2 separate regions of the Danio rerio genome follow, and region 2 is linked to region 1. The links are chromatin contacts, called in public HiCAR-type maps. All regions are on one chromosome and are shown on one strand. Each heading gives the region's core, a stretch centred on a gene start, on an enhancer-like site or on the middle of the called end of the contact. The rest is flanking DNA. Distances are from core to core; before and after follow the strand shown.

Region 1 (3,973 bases), core at 1,022-3,521:
GTTCATTTTCATTTCGGTCCCTTTATTAATCAAGGGTCGCCACAGCGGAATAAACCACCAACTTATCCAGCATGTGTTTTTTTTTTGCAGCAGATGCCCTCCCAGCTGCAACCCATCACTGGGAAACATCCACACACTCTCATTCACAAACATATCCAACAGACAATTTAGCTTATCCATTTCACCTTGTTTTTGGAAACCGGAGCACCCGGAGGAAACCCACGCGAACACACAGAGAACATGAAAACGCCACACAGAAACTGACTCAGCCGAGGCTCAAACCAGTGACCTTCTTGTTGTGAGGCGATAATGCTACCCACTGTGCCACCATGACACCCGCTAGTATTAGTATTAATTGTGTTTTAAGCTATTAAAGTAATACTAGTATATCGGGTTTCTGTATATAAAACTCAATTAAATTGCATTAAACTCATGTCTTTCAGTTTAAATGCTAGCTAAAGATAGCATAATACATATCCACATAGTTATTTTTGGGGAAATAGGCTAATTTTAGAAGTCAGCTAGAGTTAAAGAGTTGAGATTCATTCATTTGAAATCCATTTAGTCAATCTCTGGGTCTGGCGGGAGCGCTTTTAACATAGCTCAGCATAAATCATTGAATTGGATTAATCTATTAGCATTTGGCTCAAAAAGCTATATTAATAGGAGTTTTGAAAATGATTACATTTAAAGGTTGACTCTTATATAACTCTGTACATATACTAAGGCAGATACAATTTTTTTGCTTTTTCCTAGGCTAGGAACCAAACTCTTATTCTAGTAAACTCTCACCCTTATCTTTGTAATCGAGGGACTTCGCTGTTATATGCAAGTACAAAAGGAAAAAGCATTTAATATGATAATTATCAAATATCTTTTTTTATTTAATTTTTTTTTTTTAATGAGATGCTGAGGATCAATTCCGATTCAGTGATTTATGCTAGGGTGACGTGGTGGCGCAGCGGGTAGCACGTTCGCCTTACAGCAAGAAGGTCGCTGGTTAGAGCCTCGGCTGGGTCAGTTGGCATTTCTGTGTGGAATTTGCATGTTCTCCCCGTGTTTGTGTGGGTTTCCTCCGGGTGCTTTAGTTTCCCCCACAAGTCCAAACACATGTGGTTCAGGTAAATTGGATATGCTAAAATTGTCTGTAGTGTGTGTGTGTGGATGAGAGTGTATGGGAGTTTCCCAGTGATGGGGTGTGCTGGAAGGGCATCCGCTGCATAAAACACATGCTGGATAAGTTGGCGGTTCATTATGCTGTGGCGATACCAGATTAATAGAGGGACTAAGCTGAACAGAAAATGAATGAATGAATGACTTATGCTAAGCTAAGCTAAGCTAAGAGTGCTTCTGCTAGATCCGGATATACACTGTATGGATTAAAAAATGGTGAAACTCAACTGCTTAACTCTGTAAATATCTATTTAAAAACAAGTGAAGTGTTCCTTTAATAGTCTTTGGCCAATTAGATATAAACACAGGTACTAATCTTCAGCACAAGAATAGCTTCAGCCACCAAAAGCTCCAAAAATCCTTTCAGATTTTAAAAGAACAAAAGATTAGACACTAGCAAATCTCCATCTATATAAAACTTGAGCCAAAACACATCAAATAACACTCAATTTTGCCATTTACTCTGCCTTAACAGTTAAACAGCAAAGCAGGATAAGAGCTGCAAATCTGCTGTTACACTTTTCAATTGAGCTCTGTTTAAAGAGATAGTTGACTCAAAAATGAAAGATCTGATATCATTTATTGTTTAAAACCTATTTGACTTTATTCTTTTAAATACAAAAGGAGGTATTTTGAAGAGTGCTGGTCGCAGGCACCCAATGACTTCCAAGATATTTCTTTTTCCTACTATGGAAGTCAGTGGGTGCCAGCAACCAGCATTCTTCAAAATATCTTCTTTTATGTTCTAAAGAAGAAAGAAATTCATAAAAGTTTAAAACCACATGAGGGAGTGTGAAAAATGATGTTATAGTTTTCATTAGTGAGCAAACTATCTCTTTAATTTGAAGAGTAAAGCAACTTCTTCCAATAAGTAAAATGAACAAATATTGGGGTAAAATCTACAGTACTTTGTTAGGTTTTACAGTGCAGAACGACTAATTGTAATATGGTAAATCACAAGCAAAATAAGATATGAAAATCAACTCCTTTCTTTTGTTATTTGCTTTGCTCTATTTTTATAATGACTAAGTGTTTCCGCACCTCTCGGACTCGAACGCCTCCTGCTGGTCAATCGGCACCACTCGTTTCTTCAGCCTCTGTCTGCGTATGTCTGGACCAGGGTTCCACAGCACCTCCTGGTGGCCCGTCTTCTTCTCTATCAGGTGCACTTTGCTGTCCTGGGGAATAATTTGGATTTCAAACACAACTGTGAGATTATGTGCCGCCAAGCAATGTCATAAAAAATCTTGTAGTCTGTTGTAAAGTTAATTGTTTTGTCTATAATCTTTAAGACATTTGAAGGATTTCATATTATTATTATTATTATTATTATTATTATTACTATTCTTATTATTCTTATTCTTATTATTATTATTTTATCATCATCAGTATTGTAATAATAATAATAATAATAATAATTTTGATTTTGAATTTTGATGATTTTTTTTATATGTGAAAATGTGTAATTATTATTACCCAGTGTCCTTCTACTGTAGCCAGAATATCCTCCCCAATCCGGATCTTTCCAGAAATCTGGTTAACATTACAAGAGCTGCCAAGAAAAGGCTGGAGAAAAATAAAAACGACAATTGTAAGATTCCAGAAAAGAAAATGTTACATTATTTAGACTCTAAAATACCTTCAATTTGAATTCAAGTTCTGTATAACATTGAGTTTTTTCACACTCAATGGTGATTTTCCCACCAAGCTCCAATGTCATTGTGCCATAAAGAATACCTGTAAGAGACAACATTTCCCTTCATTACACAGATTAATTTTTACAAAACAATTGAAAGTTGACTGTGTGTTATGATAAAAAATAAATTGATCGAAATTACAGATTTTTCTTTTATTCCAAATATCATTTGTATATCAGGTAAATATCATGTTCCACCATGATATTCTCTACATTTCCTACTGTAAAAGTTTAACTTTTTTTTAGTTTAAAGATGGTTTTCTCAATATTTACATATTTTTCCCCTATTCAAGATTTTCAAATACAGTACTTTTATCTTGTATCAGATATTTTGCTACACATCAATTAAAACTTATTTATTCAGCATTTATGTGATGTATAAATGGTAGTATACCATATTTATTATATTGTTTATTGTCATTAGAATATTTAAACAAAAGTAAGAAAAAGACAATATTATCATGTGGCTTTTGAATGCTAAATTAATTAAATATACAGCGGGGAAAATAAGTATTGAGCACACTCCATGAACACGTCACCATTTTTTCTCAGGAAACATATTTCTAAAGGTGGCATTGACTTAAAATTTTCCCTGGATGTTTGTAACAACCAAAGAAATGCACATATGCAAAAAAAAAAATAAAATCTAATTACATATTAGGTTATGCATAATAAAATTAAATGACGCAGGAAAAATAATTGAACACACGAAGAAAGGGGTGTTTGAAAAAGGCAGTGAAAGCCCCGACAGCAGCTGAAATCTCTCAGTAGTTATTCAGCAGCCCTCTGCACCTCGTCATTGTAAGTTAATATTAGCTGCTTCAGTCTAACATCTACATTAGCAGGATGATGAAGATGATCCCAAACATAGCCAAGGAAATTCTCAAATGCTTTCAGAAAAAGAAAGTCCAGCTATAGAATGGTCCAGCCAATCACCTGACTCGAATCCAATAGAAAATACTAATTAAAGATCAAATTTGATAGACGAGACCCACAGAACCATAAAGATTTTTACACTCTGTTGAAGTCTGTGAAAAAATACACCTGAGCAATTCATGTGATTTCATTCTCCATATGAGAGGCGTCTTTAAGCTGCCATCACCC
Region 2 (3,973 bases), core at 778-3,277, 130 kb before region 1:
GCTGAGAGACTGCTGCTGCCAAAAACCAAACTTGATTGAGGGTGGGTGGGCCGAAGATAACTATACCAAACTTTATTACGATAAAGTTGCCATGATAACATTATTTTAAATGTTATTAAATTAATATATATGTATATGTGTGTTTTAGGGTTTCATGACCCTTTAAAAATCTGATGAATTCACTTTTAAGTGAAACATTTAATTTCATTTTTTTTTTGTAGCTCAGCAATTAAGACCCAATCCATGTTCTACCCCTTACCCTTTCCCTTACCCCACGTTTTGCACGTTCACGTGAAGGGGTAGGGGTGTCCTAATTGTCTTTAGCTTGAAGGTGTACGGCTAAAGTAAAGGGGTGAAGGTTTTTTTTTTTAAATTTTTTATTTTTTTTAGGACCACACTCAAAACCACAATGGCAGTATTGCAGAACCTAGATGTGAGGAGATCCATAAATTTGTATTTTTTGTCATTATTATGAACTTTTACGGCAAAAACACATTTTTATATATTCATAACTGCGTTTATGTTTTACCGTCAAAAAAAAGCTAAATTTGGCGATCTATAATCCATAATCATTCCTCCTTTATAGCAGTCCCACAACATTCTGGCACTCGAATACCCTGTCAGAAAAGTCTAGTGGCTTTTCTAGTGGCTTTCTAATGTTTACAAAGATGAATATGGCCACTGTGGAATCACTACAGCAGTCGCCATCGTCTGATCTCATATGAAGCAAGAGATTGCGATAACAGATGCAGGTGCTGTAGTGCTTGCCCAATTCTTTGGGGTAAGTTTTGAAGCCCTTCCCCCTCATACTTGGTTGTAAGGGGGAAGGGGTAGGGGTGCAAAAATAGAATTGGGATTGGGCCTAAACAAACAAGCAAAAGTTCATATAAAATTAGAATAACGATCTCTGTTTGAGGAATTCGCCCCAAACTTCCCCATCATTTGTCCGTCTCTTCTTTGATTGTTTGGCATGCCAAATCAGAGGTTACCATGGGCCAACTTTGGCCCTACTTTGGTCAGCTCTGCCCGAGAGGTAAAGAGTGGAGTTTTATCATTTTTTTGATCTATTAATAGCCAAGCTTCAAAATAGGGAAATGATCAAAAACACTTTGGTCATTTTTGAGCGAGATGCTAATGGTCTAATCCGATTCAATGATCTATGCTAAGCTAAGTGTTTCTTTACTTTCAGTTTCCAACTGCTTATGTTTTCTTAAAGGCTTAACTCCCCTAGAGTTAAATAATCGAGTCTTACCATTTTTAATCCAGTAAGCGTGAAGCTTCAAAAATAGTAAAATTATCAAAACACTTTGTTAATTTTTGAGCAAGATGCTAATGGTCTTATCTGATTCAATGGTCTATGCTTAGCTAAGCTAAATGTGCTAACTCTAGACCCGAATATCAGATGAATGAGTTAAAAAATCAACAAATTAAAAAATCTGTCTAACTCTAGGGGAATTACATAAAATAAGTGGTGTGTTCCTTTAACTCGCAGCTTATTTAAGCTCTTTCGGCCACTGTAGAATACTTGATAGATATGAAAATAATAATAATACATCTATTTGGAGTGGACTTCTGTAATCCTCATGCACATATTGCAAACTAAATGAAGTTGAAAATGTAAAAAAACATTATACAACCCTAAGTCTAGTACTAAATAGTTTGTTCTGTGCATCTAAAAAGGTTCTTGTTCATTTTGTCACATAATAAACAGTCGCAGTGACTGCATGTTCCTTAAGGAACTTCTTCAGTTATTAATAGCCAAACACAGAGTCAAATAAACATCTCGCCTGTCGTCCCGCCTTTTTTATTATCCTTCTGTCATTCCAATCAAAGAATGTCAGTTGAATTTGTATCTTCAACTGCCATGACATTGTAGTGTTTCCCTCACCTCATTTGGCCTTTCAAAAATGCTGAACATTGAATGCTTTGCATTTTAAGCACATTTTTCTCCATCAACGCTTTACAGAGCGTCAGGTAAAGAATGTAACCCAACCTGTCCACAGACTGTGAGAAAGAGACGCTAGTTACGGTCATTGAACTTGTCACCGGATATGTGTGATTTATTGGTTACCACAGTGATTTCCGCAACATTCCAGTCATAGGTGTGCCATTTAGAATAAAATGGCAGCAATGAGGCTGTAACTGAATGATGTAATCCTTTCTATGTTGGAACGAATATCTGAACAGACTCTGAAGGGGATGTCTCCTTCAGGACTAACTTTGATCAAGTGTCAAGAAACTTATCAGAATAACTGAATAAAAAATATTCTAATTGTTTTTCATATTTCTCACTAAAATAGATTCAAAATGAGGCCTTTTGGGGAAGCCATATTCTCATTGAGATAATAGTTAGTTTACCCTAATTCTCATAACCACAATACAAAAGTGCAAAAATGGTGTATTTTTGTTACACAAAATTATTTCAGTCAAGTTAAGGAACATTTAATTAACAATAATCGAAATTTAGCTGAAAATGTAATTGTCATAATTGTATCATAATAATTAGCTTTATTGAGATCAAATGTGACCCTTTTTGGTAAGATTTAGCTTTATGCTAAATAAAATTGCTCTGTGCCAGTAATAATACTAATATTAATTAAATTTTTTTCTCTCTTTTTTTTCTAGCCTCACCTGATGGAATGGTGAGTTGGACTTCCTTCTGGTCTTGCTGTTTTTGTTGTGTTTGTAAACATCTGAATCGTCACAGAATGCAGTATGGGTATTTACTGCCTACACAAACATGTGCTGTAGAGCAACACTCCTCTATTCATGTCATTGACAAAAAAAATATTTAAAGGCTTCATGCGTCAGTAACGGTTAGTTGTAAAGGGACTAAGTTTAGTCATTCCACATTTATTTCTCAATTAGCACATGGCAACACGTCTGCAGTCAGTTATGTTAAACTGTGGAATGGTTTCATATCAAGTTGAAGTCTGAATTAGTAGCCACCCTGTTTATTTTTTTCTCTCAATTTCTGTTTAACAGAGAAGATTTTAACACATTTCTAAACATAATAGTTTTAATAACTCAGTTATAATAACTGATTTCTTTGCCATGATGACTTGCTTTTACTAGGTATTTTTCAAGATACTAGTGATCAGCTTAAAGTGACATTTATATGTGTGTGTGTAAATATATATATATATATATATATATATATATATATATATATATATATAATATATTAATTATAGATATATAATATATTAATTATAGATGTAGTAAATATCACATTTAACAACTATAGTGAGATTAGATCCAGCTGTGTATTTTTAATAAACTGTCTGGTATGTGCTGCTGTCACCTGAGGAAGTGTGCTCAAAGCACCCGCTGACTGCCTGTAGCACAGATCTCAGCATACGGTACAGTTCATGCCAGAGTGTGTCTTTATGGTCACGTCATGTGCGTTTTCAGCGGTGTAGTGTGGACGTAGATCATTTTCATTCCAAAACACCGTTTTTTAACTAATACATAGTGTAAATGGGGCATGTATAATAGTGGTTTATTCTGTAGACAATCGAAAACAAAAATAATGCTTAAAATATTCCGATCTGCTTTTATTCTAGCCGAAAGAAGTCTTTCAGACAGAAACAAAAAATTTACAGGAGGGCGAATAATTTTGACTTCACCTGTATAGTAAACATAGCATTATTGCAAAGCAATTTATCGTTTAAGTCTTGTAAATATTACAAGTAAAAAATCAAGTGTTTAGATGTGTAATTTACTCACTGTGTCTCTTAAATCCAGGATGAAGACTTGGATTTCACTCTAGCTACGGATTTCGAGATCGGACACTTCTTCCGAGAGAGGGTTATTCCCAGAGCAGTGCTTTATTTCACAGGAGAGGCCTTAGAGGATGACGAAAGTGTATGTAAAAAAATCTGACCAAATTAAATATGTTTATATTGATGTATAAATTTGCTCTGTTATCTTAAATGGTCACAAAAGTGCTGGGATTAATCACATGCATATA

The links. HiCAR-type assays count read pairs that join an accessible place to other places.
Region 2: a contact with region 1 is called in a HiCAR-type map of caudal fin, with 8 times the contacts expected there. The contact joins two enhancer-like sites. A contact is called at or near these places in 5 of 18 Hi-C or Micro-C datasets (caudal fin, embryo, fibroblasts and 2 more) and 1 of 4 datasets of contacts at active chromatin or transcription factors (caudal fin).

The regions. Positions count from the first base shown.
Region 1 is chr25:24,641,574-24,645,546 of GRCz12tu, reverse strand. It overlaps osbpl5 (oxysterol binding protein-like 5), which reads right to left. Exons shown (of 23, transcript XM_068217533.2): 16 at 2,813-2,910; 17 at 2,650-2,739; 18 at 2,215-2,351. Among named protein-coding and RNA genes, the nearest start is that of osbpl5, 79 kb to the right of the region's middle. Within about 2 kb of position 2,271, at least 7 of the 62 cell types and tissues checked have an H3K27ac peak or open chromatin away from gene starts, as enhancers often do. A contact at or near this core is called in caudal fin, where this site is marked.
Region 2 is chr25:24,770,160-24,774,132 of GRCz12tu, reverse strand. nap1l4a (nucleosome assembly protein 1-like 4a) reads left to right here. Exons shown (of 15, transcript NM_001089347.1): 10 at 2,626-2,642; 11 at 3,748-3,867. Among named protein-coding and RNA genes, the nearest start is that of nap1l4a, 19 kb to the left of the region's middle. Within about 2 kb of position 2,027, at least 10 of the 62 cell types and tissues checked have an H3K27ac peak or open chromatin away from gene starts, as enhancers often do. A contact at or near this core is called in caudal fin, where this site is marked.